Regions from separate parts of the Mus musculus genome. Here all the other regions are linked to region 4. Evidence: chromatin contacts called from public promoter capture Hi-C data. All regions are on one chromosome and are shown on one strand. Each heading gives the region's core, a stretch centred on a gene start, on an enhancer-like site or on the middle of the called end of the contact. The rest is flanking DNA. Distances are from core to core; before and after follow the strand shown. Region 1 holds the start of Cdc42ep4 (CDC42 effector protein (Rho GTPase binding) 4). Region 2 holds the start of Cdr2l (cerebellar degeneration-related protein 2-like). Region 3 holds the start of Otop3 (otopetrin 3). Region 4 holds the start of Dnaic2 (dynein, axonemal, intermediate chain 2). Region 5 holds the start of Sdk2 (sidekick cell adhesion molecule 2).

What was found. Promoter capture Hi-C pulls out the DNA fragments that hold promoters and counts their contacts. Capture Hi-C pulls out chosen DNA fragments and counts their contacts.
Region 1: a contact with region 4 is called in a promoter capture Hi-C map of embryonic stem cells, with 3 times the contacts expected there. The contact joins the promoter of Cdc42ep4 here to the promoter of Dnaic2 in region 4. A contact is called at or near these places in 4 of 39 promoter capture datasets (the 3T3-L1 cell line, embryonic stem cells, hippocampal neurons and 1 more), 1 of 115 datasets of contacts at active chromatin or transcription factors (embryonic stem cells) and 1 of 9 other capture datasets (embryonic stem cells).
Region 2: a contact with region 4 is called in a promoter capture Hi-C map of stem cell-derived epiblast-like cells, with 2.5 times the contacts expected there. The contact joins the promoter of Cdr2l here to the promoter of Dnaic2 in region 4. A contact is called at or near these places in 2 of 39 promoter capture datasets (pre-B cells and stem cell-derived epiblast-like cells) and 1 of 115 datasets of contacts at active chromatin or transcription factors (pancreatic cancer cells).
Region 3: a promoter capture Hi-C map of hippocampal neurons shows a contact between it and region 4, with 5 times the contacts expected there. The contact joins the promoter of Otop3 here to the promoter of Dnaic2 in region 4. A contact is called at or near these places in 1 of 39 promoter capture datasets (hippocampal neurons) and 1 of 115 datasets of contacts at active chromatin or transcription factors (pancreatic cancer cells).
Region 5: a promoter capture Hi-C map of adipose tissue shows a contact between it and region 4. The contact joins the promoter of Sdk2 here to the promoter of Dnaic2 in region 4. A contact is called at or near these places in 3 of 115 datasets of contacts at active chromatin or transcription factors (embryonic forebrain, embryonic midbrain and forebrain) and 2 of 9 other capture datasets (adipose tissue and pancreatic islet).

The regions. Positions count from the first base shown.
Region 1 is chr11:113,750,452-113,753,805 of GRCm38.p6, forward strand. It overlaps Cdc42ep4 (CDC42 effector protein (Rho GTPase binding) 4), which reads right to left and starts at 1,364. Exons shown (of 2, transcript NM_001163346.1): 1 at 1,237-1,364.
Region 2 is chr11:115,380,616-115,384,167 of GRCm38.p6, forward strand. It overlaps Cdr2l (cerebellar degeneration-related protein 2-like), which reads left to right and starts at 1,301. Exons shown (of 5, transcript NM_001080929.1): 1 at 1,301-1,786. The coding sequence starts at 1,708.
Region 3 is chr11:115,333,231-115,336,625 of GRCm38.p6, forward strand. Otop3 (otopetrin 3) reads left to right here and starts at 1,501. Exons shown (of 7, transcript NM_001347647.1): 1 at 1,501-1,672. The coding sequence starts at 1,654. It also overlaps a transcript of Ush1g not described here.
Region 4 is chr11:114,725,414-114,728,885 of GRCm38.p6, forward strand. It overlaps Dnaic2 (dynein, axonemal, intermediate chain 2), which reads left to right and starts at 2,006. Exons shown (of 13, transcript NM_001034878.3): 1 at 2,006-2,362.
Region 5 is chr11:114,065,107-114,068,395 of GRCm38.p6, forward strand. Sdk2 (sidekick cell adhesion molecule 2) reads right to left here and starts at 1,923. Exons shown (of 45, transcript NM_172800.3): 1 at 697-1,923. The coding sequence starts at 772.

The DNA of each region.
Region 1 (3,354 bases), core at 114-2,613, 980 kb before region 4:
CAAGAGGTGAGACTGTTGGAGGGTGGGTGAAGGGGGGGGAGGGAGAAGTTCCCAGCCAAGAAGAAAAGAGAAAGCATTGTATTTCCTTTTCATTCTCCCCGGGAGAAAAAGAAAACTTCCGAAGCCCAGGCCGCAGTATTTCATTGGGCAAACACAAGGAACCTGGTTTGAGTTAACAGAGAGGGAGCGCCCCTCCCCCCGCAGGCACACACGCAAGTCCTACGGTCTGTTCCCAGGAAGCTCAACCGCCATCCACCCCGCCAGTCTAGGACACTCACCCACAGCAACCAGGGGTCCCCCAAAGGGGAAAGGCAGCTCCAGCAGACGACGCCACAGACACAGGAGGGCAGATTTGTTCCTCCGGCTGGGGGCGCTCCAGGAATGGGGAGGAGCCAGAGATCAGGATCGCAGCCTTCAACGTCCCAAGCCAGCGGTTAAATCATTAACCAACCGCTACCTACTCGCCCCTGAAAAAGCCTCGAGCCCCATGCTTCGGACGTACCGGGCGCGCGCGCAGGTCCCCCCGCGTAAAGCCTCGTCCCAGGTTTCTAAGGGACCGCCAGCTCGGCCCAGCCCCACCCTGCGCCTCTTGCGGCCTTGGCCTCCAAGTCTTCCAAGGGAGGCGGGCGGGGCGGGAGAAGGAAGGGCTCCGACGGGCGGGGAGTATTTGCTCTTTAGGCTATTGCCTTCCAGCCGGCTCTTGCCCTCCTTTCTCCCCGGCCGGGCGACACCGGGTGGCGCCTAAAGCAGTGTGTGTACACGGGAGAGCACGCGTACACCCCTCTACCACTACCGACGAACTCAGCGGTTATTCATGGAGAAGTCTGTGCGCACACGCCCCCCTCGGGGCGACCGCCGCCGATTGTTGTGTGCCTGCCCACGGCAACACACACCCCATTCCTGCGCGAGGGGGTGGACCTTTAAAACCTGCCCACTCACCCCACCCCGAACAGTCCCCGTGGCCAGATCGGGGCGTACTGGCGACGCTGAGCCCTGTTGTTACCCCCTCCTCCGCAAATGATTTTCTGGGACACGGTATGTGACTCTGGGTCTGGTCCCAGGCATGCCTACCCACGCTGGGCACAGAGGGGTGTGTTTGTGTGCGCGCGCGCCCTGCTCCTAGGTCCTCATCTTCCCCATCCCCGGGTCTTTCTACCTTCTCCACGTCACCAGGGGTCTCGAGCCTACCCAGGCCTCACGCGGCCACTGGGCCACAAACGGATGCTCGTCGCCTACCTCGGTCCCCAGCTCCCCGAGCGCGGACCAGGTGCGGCTGTACGCTCCCCTCGGTGTGCTTGGCGCCTCGGCAAGGCTGGCGACCCATGGCAGCGCCGGCGTTTGTTTCCTCTGGCTCCCGGGGCTCCGAGTGTGCTAGAAGCTAGGACACTCCCCTCCCAGGCTCCTCCCAGCCCTCCCTCCCATTTCCCTCCGCGCTGATGTCACTCCGTCGCAGCAGCCAATGACTGCCACGGAACTCAACTCGGCTGCTTGGCCTCCCAGGTTCAAATCTAAAAGCCTGAGACGCCCCCCACAAGCTCCTAGTAGGGTAGACAGAGCAGGTCTTGCTTTGAGGAGTCGCGCCCCACAGCCCCCAGTGCTCTGCCGCGGAACCGACGTGCGGTCCGCAGAAACAGGAGCACATCCCCTCCCCAGGAACCAAGGGGAAGCTCTCTCTTGGCTCTTCCAGTTTTGAACAATGGTAAGAAAACAACTCCCTCCAGGACGTTACCCACTTCTGGACCACGAGCAGGAGCTTGGGCTCCGTGGATTCCCTCTCCATCTGGAGGGCGGGAGAAGCAGGTCCGCCCGAGTCCAGACCCGGTCTGAGCAGTGGAGGAACTTTTCAGCAAGGTGACCTGGCTTTGATAGCTCTGTCTGGTGATCATGGGCTCTTAAGTACCCTCCCAGGGAACCTCCCGGAATTAAATCCCGCGTGCTTGGGTAGAGGAAGCCCCACCTATGAATGATCATTAAAAGCAATAAAAGCCAGGGGCGAAATAGTCAATAAAGAGGAAACGGAGCCAACCCAAAGTGAAAGTTCCCTAACTACTTAAAGGAAGTGGGGGTGGGGTGGTGTAGGCCTCAGCCTCCTTTTTCCCCAGAGTTGCCTCACGGTCCCTCAGCTCCTTCACTGTCCTCTGGAAACCCTGTCTCTCAGGATCCCACCCCATCCCCGACCTCTCCCCCATCTCCCCGTCTATCCATGAAAACTTCAAACTGTCCATATTGTGTGAAAATCAAACCTAAAAGGTCAGTGTCGCTGGGCAGTGGTGGTGCACGCCTTTAATCCCAGCACTCAGGAGGCAGAGGCAGGCAGATTTCTGAGTTCGAGGCCAGCCTGGTCTACAAAGTGAGTGCCAGGGCTATACAGAGAAACAACCCTGTCTCAAAAAACCAAAAAAAAAAAAAAAAAAAAAAAAAAAAGTTCAGTGTCTGGTCTAGGGGTCCAGTTCCGGCTGCGGAGCACGAGGCTGGTTCAATTCAAGCCCAGCACCACCACCAACCAAAAGAGATGTCAAAATTAGTGAAACTAAAACACGGGGTCCAAAGTAACTTGGGATGGGGATATCCCTGGGGTTCTGACCGTGATTGGGTTACCATGGGGAATTTATACCTCCTCCCCCTACTCTGACTGTCCTTGTATGGGTCCCTCACCTGGAGGTTGTCAAGATGAAAGAGAAATGTGGTTTAGAATAGACAACAGTGTCGGAGTCAGGTCTGTGGGTCAGAGGTAGCTGTAACAGGGCACTAGGGCAAACCAGTAGGAGAGAGTTGTGTTGCCTCTGGCTTTCAACTCTGCCCCTCACTGGCCCACAAGCCTTCCCATCTCTCAAATGGGTACAGCACCTGTTGACATTCCTTCTAGGCTCCACCCCATAGTTACCTGGCAACAGCCAGGTGTGCCAGACTCACTATAAAAGGATCTCTTGCCAGGCAATGTGGTGCACGCCTTTAATGCCAGCACACTGGAGGCAGAGGCAGGCGGATTTCTGAGTTCGAGGCCAGCCTGGTCTACAGAGTGAGTTCCAGGACAGCCAGGGCTACACAGAGAAACCCTGTCTTCAAAAAACACAAACAGGGGGCTGGTGAGATGGCTCAGTGGGTAAGGGCACCCGACTGCTCTTCCGAAGGTCTGAAGTTCAAATCCCAGCAACCACATGGTGGCTCACAACCACCCGTAATGAGATCTGGTGCGCTCTTCTGGTGTATCTGAAGACAACTACAGTGTACTTACATATAGTAAATAAATAAATCTTTAAAAAAAAAAAAAAACACAAACAAAAAAAGGAGTCCTCTCTCGCTCTTCTTACTCCCTCTCTTCCCTCTCTTTCTCCCCCCCCCCATGTTTATGGC
Region 2 (3,552 bases), core at 51-2,550, 650 kb after region 4:
TTCCAGGTGTTTCTGAACCACCATATTGATCTGAGGAATGAATCCTCAGATCTTCTACACGAGCAGTTGAGCCATCTCCAGCCCACGGCCTAGGTTCTTTTTTTTTTTTAAGAATTGTTTATTATTTGTAAGTACACTGTAGCTGTCTTCAGACACACCAGGAGAGGGCATCAGATCCCATTACAGATGGTTGTGAGCCATCATGTGGTTGCTGAGAATTAAACTCAGGACCTCTGGAAGAGGAGACAGCCCTCTTAACCACTGAGCCATCTCTCTAGCCTAAGACTCAGATTCTTAAAGGTAGGTGTGTGTGTGTGTTCACTCATGTGTGTTCATGTGTGTGTAGAGGGTACAGGACAACCTCCAAGTGTTACTGAACAAGGAGCTGTGCACCTTGCTTTTTTTGAAACACGGCCTATCACTGGCCAATTAGGCTAGGTTTACTGGCTACCATCGATCCATCTCTCCTGGCTCCCCAGCTCCCAGAGCTGGGATTTCAAGAACAAGCCACGCACTCTGCTTTTTTTTTTTTTTTAAACAAAACCAAACCTGGTAAGCACTTTTAATGTGCTGAGCCACCTCCTCAACCCCCTTAAAGTAATGTTTAGCTTTGCTTAGTTTAGTTTACAGAAAAACTTCCACACTGTAGCTTAGTCGGGCCTGGAACAAGCTGTGTTAAAAGTCTGGCCTAAGAACTCAAGATAATCCTATTGCTTCAGCCTCCTAACTCCCGTTAGTAGAGGAGGGAACCACTGTGTGTTTTCTATGTGTGAGACTTTATGTAATTACAAGTACCCAGAGGCCAGAGGTGTCAGAATTTCCCTGAAGCTGGCGTTACAGGCTGTTGGGAGCTTCCTGACGTAAGTGCCGGGAACCGAACTCAAATCCTCAGCAAGAACTCTTGACCTCGAGTGTTCCAGCAGCCAAACCCCCATTCAAGGTTCTTAAAGATGTTTCTAATTTAATACCATTTTTTAAAAAGTTCTTCGGATATATCAGTGGGTCAGCACGTTCTCCGCAGGTGAGGACCACTGTGGACATCAGACAGACCCTTGCTCCCAGGAGAGCCAGAAGGACAGATAACAAGCAAACAAAATAATTCCAGATGGACGTAAATAAAAGTCGGACGTGGAGGAAAAGCAGGACAGAGGGTTGATCCAGCAATTCCCGGACCAGGACACCAGGAAGGTCCTTGCCTTCGGTCCCGCCCCTTATTTGCATACGTCTTTTGATTGGTCTCCGGCGGCAGGTCCCACCCCGCAAAGCTGGCGGCCTGGGAAGCTGAAAGCGGGCCGGGCGGAGATGCAGCGGCGGCTCCGGGTGTCGCGGCGCGGGCCGGGCGGTGTGCGGGCCGGAGGCGGGCAAGGGGTACCCGCCGCTGCATCCGCACTCTGCTGACGCCCTAGCCCTGCAGGTGGTCCCGGGTGGTCCCAGCTGTCGTCCCACTTTGCAGTCCCCACCCCTCCGCCCTTTGTGCCGCCGCCACCCGGCGTCCCCAGTTCGGCGGGACCCGGGGAGCGCGGGAGCCAGAGGCCCCGCTGGGCGCACGGGGCCGGCAGCGGATGGCGATCACGGGCGGAGGGCGCAGGGGCGCTGCAGCCCGAGCTCCCGACGTTGGAAGCCCGGGCCGCCTCCGCCGCATTGTCCCGGGCTGCGAGCCCAGGCCCTGAGCTGCCGCAGCGCCCGCCCACCGCCACCCGCGGGGCCATGCGGAGAGCCGCGGGGATGGAGGACTACTCCGCAGAGGAGGAGGAGTCCTGGTACGACCATCAGGACCTGGAGCAGGGTGAGCGCGTTGGGGAGGGAAACAGCGTGTGCCCCAAGACCCCTGACCACTACTCCATTGTTGGGCGGTATCCCCAAGAAAAGGGCTAGGCTGGACCTGGTGAGCCCAACGGAGCATGATGCGTCTTGAGAATGGGGACGTGGACCGAGAAGGGCGCTGCCCTGGAATATTCTGACGCTGGAGAGAGACTTGCAAAAGTGTCCAGTTGACAGGGCATCCATCGCCCTTCTCATTTTAGTAGCAGCACCTACTCGCGTGCCCCGGTAGGGTATTGTTAGGGGGCCCGATTGCTAGGTAGAATGGAAGTCTTGGGGCCCACAGAGGATTCTTGTTACTTTTGCTAAGAATGCACTGTATATTGAGATAGGTCATCTCTCCAGATCAACAGCACCTGTCCGGGCTAGAATTTCTGAGCTCTAAGACTTCCAGAAAGTTTCCCCAACTCGCTTCCCTCTGCCCAGAAAGGGGGTGGTGCATGCTCACGCCTGCGAAGAAGCTGAAAGTCTCCAATCTGCCTTCCCAAGAGAGGCGTTCCCTGGTCCTTCCCTGCATGGGGCTTCCACCCAAGTGGCTCAGGATGTGAAGGGGTCCTTTAGCAATTTCAGACTTTGCCAAATGAGATCCCTGGGGAAAGAGGGAGCCACTTCCGTGGCACTCATCTAGAAAATGACTAGAGGGGAGTTAGAAGCTGGTGATGAGGTGGCTAAAATGACATCACTGAGAGGTGGAGCCGACCTGACAAGAAGGCCCGAGAGGGTCAGGGTCAAGGCCAAGGCCTGCCGAAGTAGTCAGACCCCAACCTCCTCTCTGCTGGTTCTTACTGAAACCCTGAGGGTGAGGGTCACCTGCATGCTCTGAGGTATTAAAACACAAGCCTGGCACAGTGTGTGTGTGCCACAAAGGCCGGTCTCCATCCTTAGGGCCCAGAGCCCTGGTTTTGCCAAGATGGGAAACATGCACTTGGATCCTGGAGCCTTTGTCTCCTGACCCACTTCCCCATGCAGCTGAGCTTCACCTGCAGATGAGGGGCTGTCCCTGTGCTTGTCAGTGAATCAGAACCTTGGGAGAGCTCCGCAGGGTAGAGAGTGTTGGGTTAGGCATTGCTATGCCATGAGCTTCTGTGACACCTCTTCTCTGTCCTGGCCACTACCCCTAAAACTTTACTCTCTAAACACCTACTGGCCCCATGTGAGCTCCAGACATCAGCCTGGGACCTGGGCACAGTCACAGCCTGACCCTCTGGGCACACAAGGGCTGATGGGGTAGGCCCACTTGTATGCTGCTCTAAGTGTAAGTGATTATGGGATGGCTTCCTGGGAGAGGCTAGCGCAGAAGGAAAGATGAAAAGCCGATTTCTGGCGAAGATAGCCTCTAGGGGAGGCAGATGCTAATACCATGGCGGTCGTCTCATTTAGTTCCCGCACCCCTAATGAAGGCTTGGCACCATGCCCAGCCCAGATGTGGGAGGAAGAAGAAGCCTTGCAGTAGGGGTGGGAGATGTGTGGCTTCTGCCAAGGGACAGGAACTGCCATTCCAGCAGGATTGATAAGCCCCAAACACTCCCTGCTTCTTGGGTCCTGCTGATCAGGCCTGCAGCTCTGGTCGTAGACAGAGCTCAGGAACCAGGATGATACCCAGTAATGAAACACGTTATAAAGACAGAGGCCCTTCCTTCTAGATGCTGTGCCAGCATCTAGGGATGGAATCACCATCCTCCTGATCCTGAATTCCAGCGGAGGAGACGGAAGTGGGAAGTTAAAGTAACC
Region 3 (3,395 bases), core at 251-2,750, 610 kb after region 4:
TGGCAATCGGAGGATGACTGAGCTCGCCCCAATCCCTCAAACTTTTTTTTTTTAAATGAGCAGCAGAGGCTTTTGTTGTTGTTTTGGTTTGATTGATACATAGCAATTGTGGCATTTTTAGATCTGGGTACTGGCATATTGGTCACCTCAGACAGAGACTGTGGTGTTTGTGTGTTGGGAACATTCAAGGTCTCCTCTCCTTGCCATTGAGAAATACACAATGGATTGTTGCCAGCCATTATTACCCTCCTGTGCTATAGAATCACAGGAGGTAATCCTCCTGCCCGACTGAGCCTAACCCCATTAACCCTAAGCAGCAGTTTTCCTTCTCAGGAATGTGAGGGTCATGAGTATCACAGGAACATACTGTAGGAATAAGCAGGTGCCCCCAGCTTAACAGGAGCTGGGAGAGTCCTTACCTCCCTGGGCTCAGCTTGGGGTCCTAGAGGATGCTCTCCAAAGCCACAAGACTTCTGCACGGCCACAGCTGTGTACTGAGACGGAGGGAGGTGGGAGTAACACCAAAAGCTAGAGGGGTCAGAGTTGGTTTTGTGTTACATCGAGGTGGTTTTTTGTTTTTTTGTTTTTGAGACAGGGTCTCATGGAGGGCAGCTGGCTTCTGACTCCCTGTGTAGCCAAGGATGACCTTTAACTCCAGATGGCCATGCCCCACCCAAGTACCGGGATTGCTAGGGTGCATTGCTAAGCTTGTTTTGTTTATTTAAAATTTTTAAATTATATTTTAATGTGGTGCGTGCGTGTGCGTAGTGTATCAGTGGAAGTCAAAGGACAACCTGCAGCATCAATTCTCTCCCTTCACCTTATGGGTCCCAGGGATGGAACCCAGGTCATCAGGCTTGTTGGGTGCCTTTACACATCTCACAGGCCCGGGAGATTGGACGGAACCAGAAGGGAGGGAGAGCCAGGTGGGAGTGATGACATTTGGGGGTGAGAACAGGAGACATCGGCAAGAAGTCCATGATCTTTAAGGCTGTAAAGACTGATGGGGATATAAGGGAGAGAAAAAGGGGAGCCAAGAAGCAGACGACCAGAGAAGGTCCTGAGGACTACCTCCTCCCGTTCTGCCCCTGCCCCCCAAATCCTTAAACACCATCTCCCACCTTGGGTGTCTCCCACTCCAACTTCAGTTTCAATGTAAGACCAGGAGATGATTCTGAGAAGCCGCTTTGGTGCTCAATCAGCTAGACAGGGTGTAGAAAATATGTGACCTGGACCCGGAGAAGAGAGGTTCCCATTCACAGCTCAGCCGCCACAGGCAAGTATGGACTGAAGCCAGCTCGCTCTCTGTTCGGACCTGACGACTAGGCACCCCATTCCACTTGGGGGGCTGCCCCCACCCAGACCCTGCAGCCGGCGTCCGCCACGCCTCCTGCCACGCCCTCCCGCCTCTCTGCCTCGTCATTGGCTTCACGACTTGTGCCCGAGCCCCCACGGAGTAATTAACGAGGGATTAATGAGATTCCCAATGTCAACAGAAAAATCGATGGGCCTTGGAGCCCGAGCGGCGACTGCGCAGTCTCGCGGGGGGGTCGGAGGGAGGAAAGGGCGTCGAGGCATCTGTCTCAAGGCACCTGGGACCTTACCAAGACGGAGGATCCGCGCTGCAACCCAAGAGGTGGGGAGCCCGCGACCATGGCTTCGCAGACTTCAGGTAGGATTCCTTAGCTTGAGCTGGGATCTCCACCACCCCCTCCCCCCCCACCCCGAGCGCCCGAGGACAGCTGACTGAACCTTTCCTGGAAGCCCATCCTCACACTCACTGCTCCAAAGTGGGGGTTCATGAGTCAGGCGCTCCAAGGATTGGACAGGGCAGAGTGAGTGGGACGACCCTAAGCTCTTCCCTCTGTGTCACCCCAACTCTGGCTCTGCGCCTACATCCTTCTCCCTACCTCACCCCTGGGTTCAAGGGTCCTCACAGCTCAAAGAGGGTGCCCAGGCCTGAACGAAGTCAGAAACCTGGATATATAGTTGGCTAAAAGAATACTCAAGCTGCCTAGGCCTCCCCCAACCTGTTGCTCTGAACAAAATCCCGAAGTTTCCCTGCCAGTGCTTTGCAGCCTCCCTCGGAGCACCGGTCCCATGGCCCCGACGGTTCATCTCCTTTCTCATCTCCTTTCGTTGGCTGCCTCTGAACGCAGCCCATAAACCAGTTTGGTGTCTAGGACTTCTCTTGAACTGGCATCGTGCCAAGAGGCGTGCCAAGGGTGGCAGAGTTCTAGTTGGTTCCAAGTGCGTTCGTTCTAGCTCTTTTTTTCTGGACCCCTTGATGCTCACCCTAACACCTAGCATTGGCCCCCTTGATAACCGCTGGTAGAGCACTGAACCAAGGAACAGGGGAAACCACCAGAGTGCCCTTTGAAGGGAGAGGACCTGGAACTCGGTTCTCCACTGTCTCCACACTTCCAGTTCCCAAGGCCTGCAGTCTGAGCGAAAACTCCAACCCTTTAGTCCCTCTAGGATCTTGATCTATAGGAAGGTTCATGCACTTCTATCGGGCATGGCTCTTCGTGTATGTTCATGCATCAAATCGCTAAAGTCTGACAAAACTCTTGAGGGTAGGTATCATGTATCCATTCTTTTATTTATTCATTCAATAACTTGTCGGGCTGGAGATACAGCTCAGCGGTACTGCACTGGTCTAACATTCACAGAGTTGGGGTGAAGGGGGAGGTCGGGGGAGGGGATGTCGGGATGGGAACTAGATGGAGTGTGAGGGGGTGAAACAGAGAGAACCAGGCATTAGTGTTCCATAGTTGCTCATCCACTTCACTGAAAGGACTACAAAGGATCCAGACTACAAAAACTAAGTAGCTTAGCCAAGATCACAGAGATGCTAAATGCCATCTGGGCTCTTGATCAGTAGGGGGTGGGGAAGGAAGGACAGAATGTGAGGAGGAGGAGGTGGAGCCACCAGAGCTGGCAGAAAAGGGGCAGGGAGGTGTCCTGGGAGCTTTACCTTGCTCAACCTGGGTGAGGGATGCAAAAGATAACCATCTGGAACGCCTCCTCAGCTGCAGAAAGATGGAACGGGTTAATGAGCAGGGTATCTGTCCGCAGCTCTGGTGCTGAAATCCCCCCAGGAACAGCCAGAGTCCAGGGTACGCTTTTGGTGGGCTTTAGGGCTGTGCTAGACTTGGAGAGTGGAGTGGAGTAGAATCTCATCTCTGCCCAGAGGCATCCAGATCTTGAGAGGACCAGCCTACGATGGTGCACAGTCACACTCAGCAGAGGGGTGGCCCACCAAAGTAGCCACGAGTCTGCTTGGACAGAGGGAAGGCTGCCATATGAAGAGGCTTGGTGAGAATCATTGGTAGCAGCGGGCAGGCAAGAGAGAAAGAACAGCAGAAAGAGCCCAGAGACCACGTGGGAAACAT
Region 4 (3,472 bases), core at 756-3,255:
TAGGGCCCGGTTCCAGCCCCAAATCCCACATCTCGGTGACTCATTCTTTGCCTGATTCTATCCAAATTTCCAGTGCCCACGCCTGGCCTGGGATTCACCTCATTCTCTGGAGCCTGTAGGGACAAGCACAGTGCTGGCGGGGGCTCACAATGGGCTGGATTATCATCTGTGTCTGATTGCGTGTTCTCCCCCATTATCCTGAAGAACTGCCACTGTTCAACGTGAAGATGGAGAAAGTTAAGTCTCAGAAATGGAAAGTAAGGCTGGGATGTAGTTCAGTGGTAGAGCTCCAGCCTATCCGATGCAAGGCCCTGTCAATCCCAATACTGAAAGATTATCTTAAGACACCACCATTCGATTGCTGTGAAGAGACGCCACAACCAAGGCAAATATTATACAAGAAAGCTTTTAACTGGGGGGTTTGCTTATAGTTTCAGAGGGTTAGTCCATTATCATCATGGAGGGAAACATGGTGGTACATGGACAGACATGATGCTGGAAAAGTAGCTGAGGGCTACATCCTGATCCACAGGCAGCAGGAAAGGAGAGAGAGAGAGAGAGAGAGAGAGAGAGAGAGAGAGAGAGAGAGAGAGACTGGGCCTGGTGTGAGCTTTTAAAGCCTCCAAGCCCACTCCCAGTGACATACCTTCTCCAACAAGGTTCTAATCTTTTCCAAAAAGCTTGTCCATCTGGGAACTAAGCATACAAATATATGAGCTATGAGGGTGATCTCATTCAAACCTCACAGGGGATGGCAGAGAGAGTGCCTTGCTAAAATCCCATGATAAATAAAGAACCAACCTCGGGTCCCAAATGCTCTTAAGGAACACCTCTGGGAAAGTATATACGGTTCTGTAGTTTTCTTTCTCTTTAAAAAATTATATTGTGGGCTGGAGAGATGGCTCAGAGGTTAAATACACTGACTGTGCTTCCAGAGGTCCTGAGGTCAATTCCCAGCAACCACATGGTGGCTCACAACCATCTGTAATGGAATCTTGGTACCCTCTTCTGGCATGCTGACAGAACACGGTACTAAATAAATAAATAAATCTTTTTTTAAAAATCATATTGTGTATGTGTGTGTTTGTGTGTGTCTTACATAGCACAAGTATGGAGGTCAGAGGACAACTTAGAGAATTCAGTTCTCTCCTTCACCATGTGTGTCTGGGGCTCAACCCTAGGTCATAGAAGTGGTAGCAAGCCCCTTTCTCTACTGAGCCATCTCACCAGTCCTAGATATAGGACTCTACCTCCCTTCTTTAATTCTTTTTAAATTATTGATGATGATGATGATTGTGGGTGTGCTACATGACACAGATCAGAGGACAACTTTGTGGAATCCATTTTTTCCCCCATTTTTATGTGGGTTCTAGGATGTGAACTCTGCTTGTCAGGCTTACCCAACAAAGTGCCTTGTACTCAGCCTGTCCATCAATCCCTCCCACATTTTCTCACTTCCTTGCCTCAAGCTCATGAGAAACACATCTCTCTTTGTGTCATTCATGTGTCCATCAGCTAGCTCATTCATTCATGCAATGAAACCATATTTACAACGTGCCAGCCGCATAGCTAAGCCATGCTTGCATGCATTGAGCCTGACCCTCAAGGAATTTCCATTCCAGAGATGAATTCAGAAGGGTGGTGGTGCAAGGGATACGTTAACAGAAGAGACCCGGACATTGTAGCAGTGACAAATCAGACATGATCCGAACTGACCCAGGTGCGGGGCTTCCCACGCTCTGGTCACTTTGATTGCGTTTTCGGGGGATACGGGAGTGGGGGAGGGACTTTGCTGGGTATAGACTGTAGACTTGGGTAGGCATTTTGGCAAAGCTTTGGTTAACTTTCCTCCACCTCTTCCGCAGACCTCCTCCAGAGAAGGAAGGAGAGAAGGGGGTGCTTCCGACTAGCGGGACCAGAGTCACGTGCTCCAGATCGCCTTCCGAACTGCCGGCGTCTCGGCCCGGCCAGGGTTGCTAGGCAACTGGTAAACTCCGCAGCTCCCAGCCGTTTAAGCTGCGCTGGAGCTGGGACTGGTCTTGGGCGCTTCTCCTGGGCTGTGTGGCAGGAGGTGAGCCAGGATAAGGGGCGGGCGTCCTAGAGGACGTCCAAGCCCGAAAGAAGACCTGGCAAAAAGAGGGAAAAGCTCTCGAGGGTAATAATCACCAACAGTGCAAGAAATCTCGGAGAACTGTCAGGTGCTGGAATCAGCTCATTCTGCTGCATTAATCCTCGCTGCCCTGAATATTCTTCAAGCTCCAGGACCTCCTCAGCCTCCAAGCACCTTGCCTTCTGCACTTCTCCACCAGGCCCTGACCCGGGCTGTGACCCGGAGTGGGCGGGACCTCTTTCTGGCTTTCAGGTGAATGGAACAAAATTTCAAGCCCAGGAAGGATGGGTTGTTAAGAAGAGAGCTTTCAGTTAAACGTAGGGAGGGGGATAGGGATAGGCCGGTAAACCCTGCACTCCTGTAAACTGATGCAGGAGGATTACCAAGAGTCAGAGAGCAACCTAGACTACTCAGTGCGCTCTAGGCCAGTGGACTCAGAGTGAGAGCCTGTCTCAAAGACTAAGAGAGGGGGCTGGAGGACTGTCTCAGCTGCTAAGAGTGAGTGCGCTCTTGCAAAGAACCGGGAGTTTGATTTCCAGCACCCACATCAGGTGACTCACAACCCCTGAAACTCCAACTCCAGGGGATTTGGCACTTCTGGCTTCCACCCCACCTGCACTTGTGTGCACTTACACACACACACACACACACACACACACACACACACACACACACACACACACGATTAAAAATAAAGTGAAATTAAGAAAAATAAAATGGAGGGCGTAAAATGGGAGATCACAAGAGTCTTGTGGACTGAGCACAGGTACTGTATGTAAATGCACCTTTTCTTTTGCCCCTCCATCTGGGAGTTGGCCTTTCATCTACATTTAGGGTCAGGAGACCATTTTCCTAACCTTGTCCAGAAGGTTCACAAAGACATTGGAAAGACACAGGAGCCCTTCCATCTGTATTCCTCACTCAAGCACGGCTCTACAATTCCAGGCACACAAGGGACAAAGGGTGACCCTCCTCCTGGCCCCCTTCCCATACTGACACCTCTGTTGCCTGCTATTTCCTGGCCCTTCCTCCCAGCTGTGTACCATGCTTTCCGCTCAACCACAAGGGGTTCTCTCTAGGAACGACTTTGCTCATTATCCTCGCCTGAGGCAAGTCTTGTTGTTTCTGTTGGGCTAGGGTGCAGGAAATGATCACATGTTTTGGTGTTTGGACCAGGGTATAGCGGTTCTTTGTGACCCTGGATTTGAGACTCAGTGGGGCTGGGTGTAGCTCAATGGTAGAGCACTGGCTGATATGTGTAAGGTTCTAAGAGTCCATATTTAGCTCTGTGTGTGTGTGTGTGTGTGTGTGTGTGTGTGTGTGTGTGTAAGAGGGAGGAGGAAGAGGAAGAGAAAGAGAGAG
Region 5 (3,289 bases), core at 673-3,172, 660 kb before region 4:
GCCCTTCCTCACCAGGCTGTCTGCTCTGGGCCGCTACAGATCAAAGCAGCAGTGGCCAGGCATCCAGCTAGTCCTGGAAGCTGGAGGCTGGGGCTGCCCGTTGGGTGTGTCGGGGTGGGGTGGGGGTTGGGTCTGCCGCTGTCCTCGCCGCTGGGCTCCGGGACCATGCCGCCAAACCGCCCCAGCTCTCGCGGCCACGGCCGGCCAGGCAGCCAGGCGCGGGCTCCCATACATGGCTAACCAGAGTATCTGCTCTTGAGGGGAAATCAAGCGGGCACCCTGAGCCACCACTACGGCTTCTTCCCAGCTTCTGCCCGCCCCATCTTCTCGCCCTGGGACCACACAGTGCCTGCCTGCCATGGTTTGCCCTTCCTTTCGGACGTCAAGCAGGACCAGGAGCTTAGGGAGTTCAATGGAGCCAAGACACAGAATGACGCGCCCCTCCTACCCCGACCAGAGAGTATCCACAAAGGTCCACCTCCCCGTAACCTCACCTTTCCGGTCCAGAAAGGTCAGAAGTATCAGACACTGCCCCACCCCAAACAGAGCTCCAAAAGTCGAAGAAGCGGGGAGCATTGAGACGTACAAGAGATGGTCCAGCTTGGGCCAAACGCGGTGTCTTAGGGGGGTTACCTCTCTTCTGCCCACCCAAACCCCTTCTCCAGTTCCACGTGGAGAAAGTCACCCATACCGTACCTTGGGCCCCGGCCGAGTGGATCCGATGCAGGGCCAGTAGAGTCCAGAGCGGCAGCCTCCACATGCTGCTGAACATGCTGACCGAGGGGTCCTCTAAAGTGCCCCCTCTTTGCGAGTTGCTTTATAATCCTTTGGAGTCCCGGGAGACTGTGTGGTCAAGTCCTGGACGCTATGCCCGTAGGGGCCGCACCGGCGACCCCAAATGCTTTCCCCTCTTTCTGCGCTGGCTATTCCGTAAAGCGAGGGGGAGAGCAGAAAGAGGCCAAGCCTCCTCTCAAATTCGGGGTGCCTGTATCCCTTAGCACCCCGACTCAGACTACGTCTCATAGGCAGGGCGACCCCTGCGATCCGGCCTGGTCGCTGGATGAGCTCCCGAATCAGAGGACAACTTCAGGAAACTTCCTCCTGGTGGCCACGTTGCCCGCCTCCCGCCCCTCCCCGCCCCCTGGTTGGGTTCTCCCGGGCCGACGTAGTCACCGCGGTTCCAGGCGCCGGGCCCCTGGGACTTGATGTAAGCGGAGCACAGTAGCAGGCGCGGGCGCCGGGTGTCTTTTAGAAGGGGCGCAGGGCTCGGGGGGCGCGGTTAGCATAACGGTCCGAATCTCCCCGGAGCCGAAGTTTTCTTCTCTTCTAACTTTGCAGAAGGCATCTAAGCGGGGCCGAGCCACCCTTCTCAGCTCCACGGTCCTCGTGCCCAATTCAGTGATTTCGGGGGTACCTCCCCTGGGGCTTCGGTGCGGGGCTCGCCCTAGGCTCTGAGCACCTCCGGCTAGCAAACTTTGCGGGTCCCACGGCCCGGCGCGCAGCCCCGTGCGCCCATGTCTGCGCCAGCTGCGGGCAGGGATGGATGCCCGGTTCGGGTACCCGGCTGGGCGGCCCAGGTTCCAGCCAGCGCCTGGGCACCGCGCCTCTTGCGGGCGATCCTGAGGAGGAGACCGGCGGGTCCTGCTCTCCGCCGCACCCGGGATGGAGCTCGGCGCGAGCCGCACCGGGAAAGCCCTGCCGGCAGCTTTGGGATCCGGGGTTTCGGCGCCGCCTCGGCCCCCCGGCGTTTTCGCCCGGCGCGGGGACCCGAGTCTCCACGGCTGCTCCCGCGCCTCGGCCGCGCCTGCTGCTCGCCCACCTCGGCAGCAGCTGCCTCGCAGAGCCTGGAGCTCTGGGCTGCCCGGGCTCAGCGTCCTCAGAGCTGCTCTGCTGCCGAGCCTGAGAGTCTGCCTGCGCCGAGCTGGAGCTGCGGGGGCAGCGGGAGCCGGAGACGAGCGCGGCGGAGGCGGAGACGCGGAGAGGGGGGCCGAGCGCTACCCCGTGGCCGCGACTGGAGCGCAGCCTGCGCGCAGGGAGGGGGCGGCGGCGGCCCCGAGCCAGGCCCGGGAGCGAGCCCCGCAGAAACCCAATCCGTGTGCGCGGCCGCGGACGCCTGGCGTCTCCGGGACCCACCGGAGGGCAGTAGCGCGGGCTGCAAGCGAGCCGCTCTCTCTGGCCCGGTCTTCTAGCTTCAGCCCACCCTCACTCCTCCCTAGAAGGCCTTATCCCAGTCTCCCATAGGATGAAGCCCCCAGTACCCCTCTGGATTCGACCAGGCAGAACAGTTTGGGAAGGGTGTGTGTGTGTGTTGGGGGGGGGGGGGGTGTCAACCGGTTGATTCCAGTTTTTCCTTCCCAGGTCAGACTCTTTAAAAGTCTGGAAACGCTCAGGGCGGAGAGCAAGATAAAGGGGAAGCCTGGGACTTGCAGAAGGCTGAGAAAGTGAAGTTGGTGCCAAACTCGTGCGTTCTTTGTTTCTTCTTCTTCTTCTGAGCTCCCCCTTTAAAGGCACATTAGCAGCAGAGACACAAAGGAGAGAGCCAGAGGGGTCCTCCCTCGTGGCCCAGGGAAGGGAGCAGAATGTACCTTCTAGTGTGGGAAGGCCAGGAGCTGGAAGACCCCTTTAACAGTTGTACTTACAGGCAACAGACGCCTCTACCTCCGTGGGCTCTTTTCTCTATTAAAAATATTAAAAGTAATATTTTGCGGCTGTGTTGGCGTAAAAACAAATATATTACTACATATTAAAACATTTTCTTTCATTTAAAAGTTCATTTAATTTTTCCCCTGATTTTAAAAGAAATTAAAACAGTTCCGTGGGTTTCCTAAAAGACGGTGTAGTCCCTGGCACTGAGCCTGCTGGGAAAAAAAATCAGTCTTGCAAGGTTGGTATTTCGGCTGGAAAAGGAAGGGTTGAGGCCCGTCACCTTTGCCAGCTTTTCTCTTCATGCCTCCAGGGCCCAGGTCTTCGGAGACACACCCCTGTGGTCTTCCAGTTCTGGTCATTGCCCTTCAGGCATCTCACTGACTTCGAGAGCTCTGCCTCATCTTCTCCAGTCCCCAAGCCTCTTCTCATCGCTATGGACGCAGGCACTGAACACCTCTCATCGCTCTACTGTTCTCTCCTCACCTGCCTTGGAAGAACAGCTTTGAGCATTTAGTGGAAATAGACGAAAAACCTAGCCTGCCTGTCTTCAGCTTTACATTCGTCCACTTCAAACCCTGCTTTTGTCTTTCTCCCTGGCAGTCTGAACCTAGTCCGGGCCTAGGGCTTGTTATCCGACTGAGTT